2 separate regions of the Hordeum vulgare genome follow, and region 1 is linked to region 2. The links are chromatin contacts, called in public Hi-C maps. All regions are on one chromosome and are shown on one strand. The core of a region is the stretch at or near the end of the contact, and the rest is flanking DNA. Distances in the headings are between cores, read along the strand shown. Region 1 holds the start of LOC123396558 (protein Brevis radix-like 1). Region 2 holds the start of LOC123396502.

The links. A called contact is a pair of places that touch in the nucleus more often than the background predicts.
Region 1: a Hi-C map of leaf shows a contact between it and region 2, with 4 times the contacts expected there. The contact joins the promoter of LOC123396558 here to the promoter of LOC123396502 in region 2. A contact is called at or near these places in 4 of 6 Hi-C or Micro-C datasets (leaf and seedling) and 1 of 1 datasets of contacts at active chromatin or transcription factors (embryo).

Annotation. Positions count from the first base shown.
Region 1 is chr5H:428,391,732-428,398,948 of MorexV3_pseudomolecules_assembly, forward strand. LOC123396558 (protein Brevis radix-like 1) reads right to left here and starts at 1,466. Exons shown (of 5, transcript XM_045091463.1): 1 at 1,036-1,466; 2 at 389-798. The coding sequence starts at 1,194.
Region 2 is chr5H:427,607,582-427,614,832 of MorexV3_pseudomolecules_assembly, forward strand. LOC123396502 reads left to right here and starts at 4,070. Exons shown (of 15, transcript XM_045091420.1): 1 at 4,070-4,393; 2 at 5,338-5,428; 3 at 5,520-5,595; 4 at 5,698-5,782; 5 at 6,980-7,049. The coding sequence starts at 4,221. It overlaps LOC123396501 (transcription initiation factor TFIID subunit 2), which reads left to right. Exons shown (of 24, transcript XM_045091416.1): 18 at 315-401; 19 at 504-593; 20 at 1,074-1,132; 21 at 1,220-1,310; 22 at 1,409-1,574; 23 at 1,640-1,823; 24 at 2,426-3,693. The coding sequence ends at 3,440.

The DNA.
Region 1 (7,217 bases), core at 216-2,715, 780 kb after region 2:
TTTTTGTAGTACATAGTCCAAAAAGAATCCCACCATACCAAGTTTCCAACGGTGCCCAAGTAAGAACAAGAGGTTAACCACGAAAGCTTTAGGCTCAAATGTTTAACTATTCACATTCGGCATTTCTCAAAGAAATTTGTAGTAACTCCGTGCACTGAGCAGTAAAAAAGATGAAACATGCTACTTGAAACTTCAATTCGTTGAGAGTTGTTCAACACACTGCGCTTCATCTATCTGCGTTTTTTTACCAAATTTAACACACACAAAAATCTATTCATATGCAGGAGGATCTCAAAATTCCAATCACATTTTCTGAAAATGTGGCCACCAAGATATTTTCCAGCCAACAATCAGAGTAATGCAGGCGCAATCGCGTAAGAGCACACACCTGAATCGGATGCGTTTGAGGTCGTTGCCACCTTGCGGCAGCGAGACGAACGTGATGAGGACGCCGGGCTCAACCTGCGCCACCCACTCCTTGGCGTTGTCTTCCTTGCCGCCGCCGCCGCCGCCGCCAGATGACATCCCGTCCTCCTCCTCTTCCTCCTCCTCGTCGCCGACGGGGAAGTCGGTGCGCGCGCTCATGGACGGCGTGGCGTCCCCGCTGGAGCCGCCGCCCGCGGCGCGCCGGTACGCGTAGTGGAAGCGGTCGGAACCCGAGGCAGCGTCGGAGCCTCGGAAGCCGCTGCCGCCGCGGTGGTGGTACGGGTGGTGCCGCCCCGAGGCCCCCGCGGAGGAGCCGGCGCAGGGCTTGCAGTGCCGGTACGCGCCCGACGCCTTGAGCGCCATGTCCTTGATCTGAACCCAAGAAAATCCCCCGTCAATTCAGTCCCACCCGATCTGATGATTACGACCTCGAGACAAGATTCCAAGACCTAAAAGGCCGTGACTTGCAGACAGATTCAGACGGATTAAAAAACTCGTCGTCCCCTTCCGATGAACAGAGCAAGAGAAACAAAACAAAACAAAAAATCGACATTTTCTCAAGCAGGACTCCAGTCGCAAGAGAGAGGAAGCGCAGTCCCGAGAGCCCACCTGCGCCGTGAGCGCCTTGATGGCCTGCCGGGTGCTGGGCGTGGCAGCGCCCCCCACGCCCAGTCCGGCATCGATGACGTCCTCGTCCTCCGGCGGCTCGTGGAGCGGCGGCACACCGCCGCCGCCGAGCTGCCTGGAGCAGGCGATGCACGTGAGCATCCCGCCGCCGGCGAGCACGCGCCTCTGACCGACAGACAGAGACAGACCCTCCCGCCCCGGAAAGCGAGACCGGGAGCGGCGCGCGGCCTTAAATGGTGGGGCGGCACGTAGCGCACGGACGGCGACACGGACCAGGACGTGGCGAGGTAGTACACACGCGCGCGCGCGCACGCCCCTCGTCGCCTCCGATCTCGAGCTCGAGTTAAGGGCATTAATGGCCGGATTATAGTATATCGCGGGTTAATGGCAGCAGCCGCACTGCGGGCGGCACGAGCCAAGTGGGATTTAATTTATGGAGCGGCTGCCTGCCCGACTCCACGGGCTCGACTGGATCGACGGACCCATCAATGTAAAGCTTCCCTGACACGCCGCTGGTGGGTCGCGGGCCCCCGAGGGGCCGCGGCCGTGTGGCCACTGGCAGGAGTAGTACTACTTGCCACTGCCATTGCCAGCGGAGAGGGAGAGTGAGGCCAACTTCAATGCTAGACATGCATCAAACGCGCGGCCGTATCACAAATTCTTCGCATTGCAAAAATAAAAAATAAAAAAACGAATACATTTTAATAACATAATCTATACCTAATACTCCCTCCGTCCGGAAATACTTGTCCTAAAAATGAATATAATGAATGTATCTATAACTAAAATAAGTCTAGATTCATCTATTTCTAGAACAAGTATTTCCGGACGGAGGGAGTAATAAAGTGGCTATTGCTTTCCTCGGAAAACCCACCACAGCATTTTTATAAAAAAGTTCATGTAATTTTTGTTATTCAAACCGCGCTCCATCATTTATCTGCAACGCAAAATGAAAAAACGATTCGCTGCAAAAATTATACCCGTACGCATCGCCTCCTCCCGTTGACCCTGGGCCACCCTGGCCTGTGCCCAGGCCACCGCCACACCACTCGTCGCCGCGGCCGACCTCAACCGCCACCGCTGCCGATCTCAATCCACCCGCCTCCGCGGCCGTACCTCTCCCCGCTCACTGCCTCCGTTGCGACTCTCGAGCGCATCGCGTCGACCCTGGTCCACCCTGGCCTGTGCCCAGGTCGCTGCCACACCACTCACCGCCGCGGCCGACCTCAACCACCACTGCTGTCGATCTCAACCCACCCGCCTCCGCGGTCATATCTCTTCCCGCTTGCTGCCCCCGTTTCGGCGCTCGAGCACAGCTTCTGGATCAAATCAACGCGACAGCTACAGTGACTCGGGATGATGTGTCTCCTCGATGCAGAACGGCGGCGGCGCGCGGATAAGGCGCGGTGGAGCGAAGTACTTGCAGGTGGAGGTGGGCCTCCATGGCTCACACGGGGAACTCCGAGGTTATGGCGCGGCAACGGTGATTTCATTTGGCCAGATAGAGGCGCCTAACCCTTGCTCCCCTCATCGTATCCCCTCCTCCGGCAGGAACTCATCATCTGGTGAGATCCCCTCCCCATGCATCCAACCGTGTGCCAAGCACCAGCAAGAATTTTTGTTTTGTGGTGATTTGTTTGGTGATGAATGAATGTATTGAATGTAAGATTGCATTGTTGTAGAGACAGAGAATGGAACACCCCATTCAGTTTGTCATCTGATCCCACATTCTCTATCCATAAGTGAAATAAGATAACAATCCATTGATCAATTCACGTAACCTCTTTGTTTTGCTTTACTTGTTCCGCTCAATTTCTCATCATGGTGGAATTAACAATGGACGGGTTGATTTCTTAACAAAATAGGATAGGACTGACTACATTAGTTAGTTAGCTTCCGTCGGTAAACCCACCACGGCATTTTTATAAAAAAGCCCATGTAATTTTTGTTATTCAAACCGCGCTCCATCATTTATCTGCAAAGCAAAAGGAAAAAACGATTCGCTGCAAAAATTATACCCGTACGCATCGCCTCCTCCCATTGACCCTGGGCCACCCTGGCCTGTGCCCAGGCTGCCGCCACACCACTCGTCGCCGCGGCCGACCTCAACCGCCACTGCTGCCGATCTCAATCCACCCGCCTCCGCCGTCGTACCTCTCCCCGCTCACTGCCCCCGTTGCGGCGCTCGAGCGCATCGCGTCGACCCTGGTCCACCTTGGCCTGTGCCCAGGTTGCTGCCACACCACTCACCGCCGCGGCCGACCTCAACCACCACTGTTTTCAATCTCAACCCACCCGCCTCCGCGGCCATACCTCTGCCTGCTTGCTGCCCCCGTTTCGGCGCTCGAGCACAGCTTCTGGATCAAATCAACGCGACATCTACAATGACTGGGGATGATGTGTCTCCTCGATGCAGAACGGCGGCGGCGCGCGGATAAGGCGCGGTGGAGCGAAGTACTTGCAGGTGGAGGTGGGCCTCCATGGCTCACACGGGGAACTCTGAGGTTATGGCGCGGCAACGGCGATTCCTTATGGCCAGATAGAGGCGCCTAACCCTTGCTCCCCTCATCGTATCCCCTCCTCCGGCAAGAACTCATCATCTGGTGAGATCCCCTCCCCATGCATCCAACCGTGTGCCAAGCACGAGCAAGAATTTTTGTTTTGTGGGGATTTGTTTGCTGATGAATGAATGTATTGAATGTAAGATTGCATTGTTGTAGAGATAGAGAATGGAACACCCCATTCAGTTTGTCATCTGATCCCACATTCTCTACCCCATGAGTGAAATAAGATAACAATCCATTGATCAATTCACGTAGCCTCTTTGTTTTGCTTTACTTGTTCCGCTCAATTTCTCATCATGGTGGAATTAACAATGGACGGGTTGATTTCTTAACAAAATAGGATAGGACTGACTACATTAGTTAGTTAGCTTATTATTTTAATAAATCAAAATTATTATAAAAAGATTAAAAGCGCGTGGTATTTTTTACTCCCGTTGTAACGCACGGCCCCTTTTGCTAGTAAGTAGAAGTCAATTAAACATTCATAAAATCTAAAAATTCATAAAAGTCCCGATCATTTAAGCTTTCGCCAATGCTATTAGTTTTTTAACGCGGTTTCATAAACATTTTACTGACGTGACATGCTAGCTAATGAAGAAAAAAAAGCGAGTTGCATCTTAATTAACATACAACCCTTACACGTGATCGTGGATAAAAAATGGTTCTAGTCCAATCATATACATGCATTACCCTAAATTATTAAATGTAGATACATAACTCATAAGGCTGTTTGTAATGCATAGTATCATATACTGGTATGATGCATATGATACTATGCATAATACTAGTGTATGATATCACATTCGTAATGCATAGTATTGTATATCATATATTAATATCACAGAGTAGTTCATTTATTACCATACAAGACACATAGTAGCACACATCATGTAATATGATACAGTATCATGATATGATACTCAACACTCTTTTTTTATTTAATTATATGTCATCTCATCAAATTGTCTAGTTGGCATGCATGATACCATATATGATACTCCCATTATGGACAACCTAAGTAACAATGCATTGACATGATTCTATCTTAAATTATTAATGCTCCTCTCATAACGTGATAAGAGATGATGCATTAGCACATGCTTTAATTAAAAATTAACATAAGAAAAACTTCAATGCCACCGTTGTCTTGGCCGTCGTCGATTGCAGCGTTGTCCTCACGCGTCTTCATCATCATCGTTCATGGTGAGGTCAACGTATGGCGGAGGCGTCCAAAGGTGGGATGGGTGGCGTGTGTGGTGGTTGCATGGTCGAAAGCGTGTGCACCACCTCCTCCCGTGCGCGAGGAAGGTGGTCGTGGCGGTGTGAGCGCCCAAAGCTCGGCATCCACCCAGTCTGCCATCTCCGCCTTTGTGGGTCCAACTCTGGCCGACCATGCACGGGTTCCACATGCCAGTGGGGGGCTCCTTCACGACCTCCTCCTTGACGGTCAGCTCCAACTCCGAATGGTGACGTCGCCGACCGTGGAGAAGGCCATCATCTCCTCAAGACCCCGCAAATGGCGCTCGTCGTAGGTACGAATGGAGTTGTCCATCACCACCCTGATGAGCTCCTCTTCCTCATCGATGGTTATCGGAGTGGATTCTGGTGGCGGGGACGACGACGACGAAGGGGTGGGTGTGAGGCGGTGAACCAGCGTACGCCCCCACGTATGGGGCGGGCTAGGAGCGCGCGCGCGTCCGACAGAGTTCCCTGGACGACGTGCAAAATACGATTGACGCTACAGGTTGTGCTCATCGGGGAACCAGGTATCCCACATAAGTGAATCTAGGGCATACGTGCGGTCGTTGACGAGGTCCGATGGCAGGTGGGTGTGGCGATGGTGGATCTCCTTGTGACCGCCGGAGACGCTCACCGGGATTAGGGGAATGAACACTCAATCTACGGAGAGGTGTCAATTTTGGGGAGGTGCACGTCCGTCCACGGCAATGACGTGTCGTGTCCCAATAGCGCTTGCATATCTCCGCCTTCACAAACGGCTGCATGCGAGGAGCGGCCACCGACGACGGGATGATGAAAGGTGAAGGCAGGGGTGAAGGAGTAGCGGTTGCGGTGGTCGGAGGATGACGCTACCTCGGCCGTGCTTCCCCTTACGACACGTGACCGAATGCGAGTTCATTTCGCCGCCGACGAGGTGAAAGAAAGAAAGATATCGGAGCTAAGGTTTGGTGTGTCGGACTTTGAAAAGGCAAAAGGGCTTAGAAGTGAAAGTTATGGAGTGTGATCCATGGGCTTCCACATTAAGGAGGACAACAACCGAGTGACTTGATGGCTGACACACGGGGCCACCTGTGCATGTGCCGTCAATGTTGACGATACAAGGTACTAGTTGGACGGCTGCCGCACGGGTCCGAGACAAATGTGAACCGGCTGTGTGGGCATCCGTTCAATGTCCATTTGAACACAAATCAGACATAAGTTTACGTTAGAAATGCGACGGGTATTTCTAACGGGTCGGATGTCAAAACGGACAAAAAATATGATTACATCCAAACGCTTGAGTCGAGACTAAAACGGGCAAACCCGGACCGAAGAGGGTGTTGCATTGAAAGTATTACTAGCAACAGTGGTGGTGGAAATTTTGTGTTTGTTCGCTAGTGAAAAGGGTGAGGCGAAAGGTTCAGATTGTCGTGTAATTTTTCCTTGAGATTCGTATGTGCAGTGGTTTCGTATGTGCTCCCGGGGTTAATTTTTAACTTAAGCTTCTGACTCTCAGATTCGCCTCGAGAGGCGTGCTCTCCAGCTCGAACGATCTTCTGAATCATTTTTGGCTTAAATATTCATAGGCTCATTCCCACCTTCGGCGCCTGGTTTTGGATCATTGTTCGATTGCCACCGTTGCCACGATGCTTTCGGTACTTGTGCCGCTCTACACGCCTCGGTGGATAAGCAAACAACAAGAATGGATCGTTTCGAAAAGAGATGCGATGTGCAACGGATCGAGTCAAATGGACAACGATTTCGTCAGCTTTTTGTCCGTTTGGATCGGCCAGACAGACACGAAAGTCCGCTTTCATAAATGGATCGGCTCGTGCGCCCAACGCTGACCGGATCCATTTTTTGTCGGCGTGAAAAACACATAATGCATAATTAAACATTAAAAGCCGGTCACGAAGGCCGACGATAATCCACGCGCCGCGTCCGCATTACATTAAATAAAAATAAAAAACCCTAAAACTACGTCCATGCAGCCCTAGGCGTCATCGTCGTCGTCGTTGGGGCCGGTGAGGTCGACCAACATTGACGCACAGCCGGCCCACGGGAACGCCGAGTTCCAGATCGCAGCTGCTTGCGCCTCCGTCGTCTGCCCCGCCGACGCGGGTAGTGCTGGTGGCGGTGGCAGCGCAGCAGCACGGGCACGCTCGTCCTCCTCCGCCTCCCGTCGCTCCTCCTCCTCCTTCACCAGCTCCATGAGACGCGGGCCTTCGGCGCGCTCCGTCCGCAGGTGCTCCGACCTCCAGTTCTCGAGGTAGGCTTGCTCCTACTGCGGTGTCGCGCCCAGCCAGATGGGCGGCGCACTGACGAACTCCTGGACGACGCCGGTCCACTGGTAGACCTCCTGCGGCAGCGCGGGCTGGGGCT
Region 2 (7,251 bases), core at 2,820-5,319:
AACAACAACAACAACAACAAAAAAAGGCTATTCTGCAGCCTTAACTGTCAATATTGTGACTTGTATTTTACTACAGAAAAAACTCAATTGATTGTTCCAAGGACTTCTGGATCATGAAATTTCAACAAAATATATAAAATAGAAAAAAGGCTGGTGGGGGGATTTCTAATCTCATTGCTTTATCCATACGAATGTTGCTGATGTCATTTGAATTGGATGGCTGTTGATTAAGTTAGTAAATCAATGATCATGGTCATGCTTTCTCATGCCATTGTTGTTGCACTGATCTTTTTTCTTTGTGCTTTTTTGATTAGGCAATTCCTCATGCAGTAGCTCTTGTTAGATCATCAGATAAGAGCAGCCCGAGGCAAGCTATTGAATTTATTCTTCAGCTTCTAAAGGTTTGCATTTTATCAACGAATAACATATAGCCCTATGCCTACATGTTGATGTAATAACAATTATAATCATTTGCACTTCTCTTTGTTCTGTCCCATTTTCAGTATAATGATAACAACGGAAATGTATACTCTGATGCCTACTGGCTAGCTGCAATGGTCCAGGCAATAGGCGAAGTAGAATTTGGCCAGCAGGTTTGTATGAATGCACATTGATTACATACAGTATGCCATGTATTTGTCTTTTGGATTCCTGTCCTGGATTATTAGCTATTCAGTAACTGCATGATCAGGCTATTGATCTGTGCTCACATTTGTTAGGAGTATTTGCTAGATGAGATTTTTTTTTAACCAGTTAAGGAACTATGGGCACTATATATAGCTGAATTATTATGCTTTTTCCTGTCAGACCATATTTATGGTTACGCCAACATTTACCAGTCAAGAAAGTATGGGCACTGGGTCGGGCTTACAAATTGGTCTATCCTAATTCCTTTTTCTTTGCCCATAATGCTTGAGCCATGGATAGAAAGTGAGCCACCAATTAGGCGATATGGGTCACTAGGTTGATCCCCCCCTTGGGTTTCTGTTCTTGGGGTATTGTCAAGTGTTCGTTACAGAAAACCTTAAGAGAGGCCACTGATATTGGTGAATGACATTTGATTTCCTTTTCAGGGCATAGGCCTCCTATCCTCTCTTCTGAAGCGTATTGACCGACTCCTGCAATTTGACAAGTTCGTGGAATTGCCCTAGTAGTATTTTCATTTACTTGCTCTCATATCAAGGTGATTCCTACTAACTGGCCTGAAAATTTCATGCAGCTTTATGCCTGGTTACAATGGGGTTTTGACTGTCAGCTGCATTCGGGCTCTTGCACGTATAGCGGAGAGGGTATCATCTTCCATTTGCCTTGTAAGAACGATCCCTATAATAGTCCTCCCTATCTTGTCTTATTGTCCGTGCTCTTCCTGCATAACCCAATCATGTGGTGCAATTTTTTGTTATTGCAGGATCGTATTTGTGAATTAATTGCCCCTTTCCGTAGCATGGATAAACCATGGAAAGTCCGAATAGAAGCTAGCAGGGTTCTTCTTGATCTTGAGCTTCACCATAAAGGGCTAGATGCAGCTCTCTTGTTGTTCTTGAAATATACAGATGAAGAAAGATCTTTGCGAGGTTAGATTGGTAGAGTACTTTAGGCTTTTTGCTCAACTTGATTTCTTGACATTGAGTTATTGCAGGTGGAACAAAGTTGGCTGTTCATGTCTTGCGCATATGCCAAGCAAATATTGAATCTAACCTTACTGATCAGATAAAAGTACCAACACTCTTTGGTCTCCTTCACCTGCTCAGTAGCAAAAAAGCATACAACAATGTCCTCCTTCGCCATAATGTGTTCTGCATTTTGCAAATTGCTGCTGGAAGGTTAGTAATTGTTACTTCATGTGTAGGTTGACACATTCTCATGTTTGATTGTTATATTGTTAGCTGCAACCTTTGCATATGTTGGCTTTCCTGAAATGGGATACAAATTCATGAAGCGTACTCAACATGATTGTTAAACTGCAAAGCTTTTTGGTGTGTTGCTGAGCTGTGCCAAGTGGTATCCTTAGTTATTACTCCCTCCATTCCACAATGTAGTGCGCCCGCGCTTTCCGAGATCTAAGTTTGACCATACATTTAACCAACGAGACCGATTGGTTAATGTATGGTCAAGCTAAGATCTCGGAAAGCGCGGGCGCACTACATTGTGGAATGGAGGGAGCATTATGCTAAGTAATGCATGATTCTGCTAAAAACATAATGCATGATCAACACTAATTATTACCTGCTTTTCCATTTTTATTTTGTGGTATAACCAGCTGGAGTTTTGGTCGATATATATGGCCATTTAAAAAAGATGGTGACAATGTTTCATTAGTGTACCAACTACCAAGGGCAAATCTGAAGTCATTGAGCATTCCTTCCAATATAAAATATGTTTTCCTGTATATTGTACCCTTATATTGATATATTTCCTATTTCAGGCCTCCAACACTGTATGGAGTTCCAAAGAATGTCGCCCCATCTCCACTGGTCCAGGAGATATCCGTTGATCAGCATACTAAAGCTGATTCCTCGGTTCCTCAACTATCAAGGCCTCAAGAACCTTCCACTAGCACTCCTAGTGTCCGTGAGGTCTTACCTGCCACTGTACCTTCCAAAGATGCTGATAACATATCTAACTGTAGCGAGCGAAGGAATGTTGTCAAAATTAGGGTTAGGCGTACTGCATCATCCAGTAAAGGAGATGGTGCTGATCACAGGGATCATTCACATGGTGGAAGAAATGAAAACGAAGCGGGTCCTTGTAGTTCTATGTCGGTGGATGCCCCTATGGTTGGAGTGCCAAATGAGCCACCGACCACAAGTAATCATAATATTGAGGAGCAGAACTCATGTCATGAACGTGAATCAAGGATGTCTGCAAGCGTGAGCAATGCCAAAGTAATGGACACGTACGAAATTTCCAAGGAACTACAGTGTACAGCCGATTCAAGGATAGATGCCGCTGATTCAAGGCTACTGGTGCCCAAGAATGAGTTCTCTCCTGTCGTCAATGTGCGGGAAGATGTGGATAAGCCTGGCAGTCAGCTTGAAGGAGTATCCACCAGCTATGTTGGAACCCAAGCTCCAGATTCCGTCAACGGGCTGCACTCTAAAGAGAAGAAGAGAAAGGACAAGAAAGATAAGAAGCGGAGCCGGGACGAAAAACGAGACAAGAAAGATGACCCCGAGTACCTGGCGAAAAAGCGTCTTAAGAAAGAGAAGAAAAAGATGGAGAAAGAGTTAGCCCGAAAGCAGAAGGAAGGTGACAGAGCTTCTTCTCAGCAAGATATAGTGAAACCCTCCGACTCACAAGGAACTGTGGCAGCAACGCCACCAGCCCCAGAGCGAAGCGCCGAGCCCCAGGTTTCAAACAAGGATGCTGCGGTTGACAGGACACCGCCGCCGACCAAGAAAATAAAGATCAAATTCAAGCCCTTGAAGAAGATAGGCTAATAAGCGGAGTTGTAAGAGATCCTACCTAGATGGTCGTCGCGCCACTTTTTATGAGGATTGAGTTGCTGTACAGTAGAAAAGAAACAGGCGAGGGGTAGATTGTACGATGACATAATGAGCAGCCAGATTTTTTTTTGTGAATGGCTAATGTATCTTGTAAAAACACAACCGCCCCAGTAATTTCTGGGAGTAATTCAGATGAAGCTGTAGGGGGTAAGCAACTTAGGGCCAAGGCGAGCGCCCCATTATGTGATTGCTCCATTGTCAAGTCTCCCTATCGTGGATGCCATGGTGCAGTTCAACTCTGTTGACGAAGGCTTTTCATTTGTATGCCATATAAGAAGTCTTGGATGCATTGCTACAGGTTGTCCTTGTGTATTTGTAATGTTGCGTTTTTCTTTTGACACTTCCGAAGTTGTCATGCTCCGTAATTTGCCATAAGAAAAGCGTCAGTTTTGTCATGGCCCTTGCCTCCGGGAAGTTCCCGGCAAGCAAACCCTTCTCGAAATAGCAAACTGAATCCAGACAAAGCTGCCAGCAACCAAACGCCCTCTAAAAAAAAAGGGAAGTAAAGCGGCGAGGAAACCGCACGGGTTTTAGGCCAAGAAAGGGAAGTAAAGCGATGGCCTTATCCGGGCAACGCGGTCTTCCAGACCGTGCGATGAGTCCAAAGCCGACGGGCCGGGCCCCTGCGCGTCGCTCTCGCGTTCCACTCCCACGCGGATCACGAACAAAAGAGAGCTCCTGAACGGGCTGGACGGCGGGCGCCGTCGCACTACTATGGCACATGGAGCAGCATCAGGCGCCGCCGCGCGGGCGGGCAGGGGCTCGCCGGGGACGTGGAGGCGGGTGCGGAGGGCGGCGCGGGAGGCGGCGGCGCACGCGCTGCTGCTCTGCTTCACCACCCTCCTCGCCCTCAGGCTCGACGGCGTCTTCTTCTCCCGCTCCTGGTGGTAAGTTTAGTCCGCCCACCCCCAACCAACCCCATACCCTAGCCATGCCCGTACCTTTTTTGTCAGTTACAGTAGCTCTCGGCGAGAATCTGGGCGGGCGCCTGAGTCGAGACCGTGCGTCATTCGTGGTGTGCACCACTCTGAATCTCGTGCGGTTATTATAGCAACCCTGAGGTAGTTAGATCGAGCATGCTGTTTTTTCTTTTCCGGACGCTTTGTTTTGAATTTACCACCGAGGACGACGAGAACAGGAAATAGCTGGCACGATATCGATGGAAAAAAAGCTGCATTCCGATTTAACATGCAGATTCGTGTCTCATCGGTTTTGGGAAGCGGTATATTGGTATTGGTGATTTGAGAACATCCCTGTAGAGTTTTTGTACTTTGCTACGGCCTAGCTTTTGCTTCACCATTCATTGCTAGACACTCCAATATGCAAAACCAAAATAAGCCTTACATCTTGGTACAGAGAGGTCGTAGGAAACAGTGTTGTAAAGTCCACAAAATAGGTGATTCCAATGCCACACACGCCACCCCTAAGCGCCAAGCTCCAACCCGAAGCCTGCCCGAACCACTGCTCCACTGATGGACGCACTTCCACACCGATTTTTATTGAACAGCATGGCAGCCTCATGCCTGTCCCCATTGAAGGCGGCAGCATTTTGCGGGTCTTCCAGATCTATCACCAAGGATAAGACCTTTCTCTGTGAGGATGAGGCTGTGTCCGTAGCTAATTGCTATACCCAAGAGAAGACTAACCATTTGAGGGGAATTGGGCGGCAACTGGTCTTATAAATTGGTTCCAACTATTTTTCTGATAACAAAAGCTAAATAAGTTGGTTTTGTCTTCATTTCCTAGTTATACCAAGCTGTACTTTGTCTGGTGATGAACTGAGGGTACCCTCTGCATGTTGCAATTTTCAAAATGCTCGACAAATCTGCAGGGTGCTTTTCGTTCCTCTCTGGTTGTTCCATGCTGTCGTTGCTCGGTATAGATTCTCATTGCCTGCTCCTTCGTTGCTTCAAAATTATCAGGTGTGTCTGCTAACTTTTGCTCCAAATTCATTTTTCCATTCTGAAGTTGAAATTTCTGGCAGCAAGTAAATTACACTATTCAACTTCACAGCGTATTCCATGCCATTCCATTGTTGCCACGCCCTTGCTAGTTGCGTTTGAACTGCTTCTCTGTATCTACCTGGAAGGTGAATCCAACGCTCATTGTGAATTTATCCAAAAAACACATTCGTTTTTGTTTGTCTCCTTATTTTCACTTGCCAGCTGAGTGTGTTATCTGTCATCTGCAGGTCAGGGTGAACCTTTTCTAGATTTAAAGCTTGTTTTCCTTCCACTCCTGGCCTTGGAAATTATTACATTAGTTGACAATTTCAGGTAACTGACAATTCTTTAGGGCAAAACTGCAATTGTACTTGTATTGTATGTATCACTGTTGGAAATTTACTAGCATTCATCCAAAAGTTGGTTTTCCAGTTTTATCCGAGTCACTCAATGTTCTAAGATTTTAAACACCTATGTCCAATCAACATTGTCTTAGCTGCCAGGGTGGGCCCCCTCCTTCCAAATCAAAATCTCGTTAATATGTACGAAAAAAATTGTGATTTGGTACTTAATCAAGGCAGGCATTAAATCTTTACATACTCCCTCCGTCACGGTTTAGAAGGCACGCTTGCAAATTCTCTGGAACCTAGGTGGTTATTGATTGGCTGTCAGATGAGTTGAAAAATAGCATTCACACTACACATGCATATAGAAATAGTACAACGGAGTACTAATTAGCTGTTAGGAGTAAATGCAATGTTCCTTAAACCTTGTCTATTATGAAAATGCACGTAAATTTAACCGTGCCTTCTAAACTGTGACGGAGGGAGTACTAAATTAATACACTATTGATTGGCCCCAGCTTGATATCTAGTTAAGCCCTGCCACTGGCAATCAATGACCATTAATTAACATTTTGCAGGTTTAGTAACTTCAGTTCCATGCATTACTAATAATATTTTGGATAACATTCCATATTACAATTGTACTCCCTCCGTACCATAATATATGATGTTTTAGCAGCTCAATTTGAGCTGCTAAATGTCATATATTATGGTACAGAGGGAGTATTTTTAAACTTGGGAGGGTTTCAATTCAATGTTCCGACTGCCTAGCCAGGTAGCCATGATAACATGTTACTATGATGCAAACCGATGAACTTCTATTGCACAATACATTTTTGTCAGTAATAATCCAACCTGTACAATGTCACTCTCACTCAATGTCTCACATTGTAGAAACTGCTGACAGTGAATAAAATCTTATGGTATTATTATTCACATGATAGTAACTTAGTAATCAATAATTTTCGCTTATATACTTGTTCCTGGCCACTGGGTTGCTCAATACTACCTTATATGCTATGCTAATTGCTAGTATATTATTGACTAAATTTTAATGTGAACACATGACTCACTGGACGTCTTCGAGTGAACATTTGTCCATTTCAGAAACTATGTTGTAAAGAATATTTTAGCTAACATTTCTAGTTGTTTTGTTGTGCTTCCTATCTTTTCCCATTATCATTAGGATGTTTGGTGCTCTAATGCCTGGACATGGGGAAACAATCACTGATGAAGAGATATGGGATAGGCTTCCTGTAAGAATCCAGAGTACACACTGCACCTGCTGTTCCATAATTTTTGTCCTGTGTTGGCTTGTTCTCCTACCTTTTAACCGAATCAACAAAACCTATATTCTTTTCCATTTCAGTAGAAATCATTTCCCCAAAGTGCATTTTTTGGATAAATGTTGCTTTTTCCAACAAAGTGATATGTTGCTAATTCTAGCATACTTACATA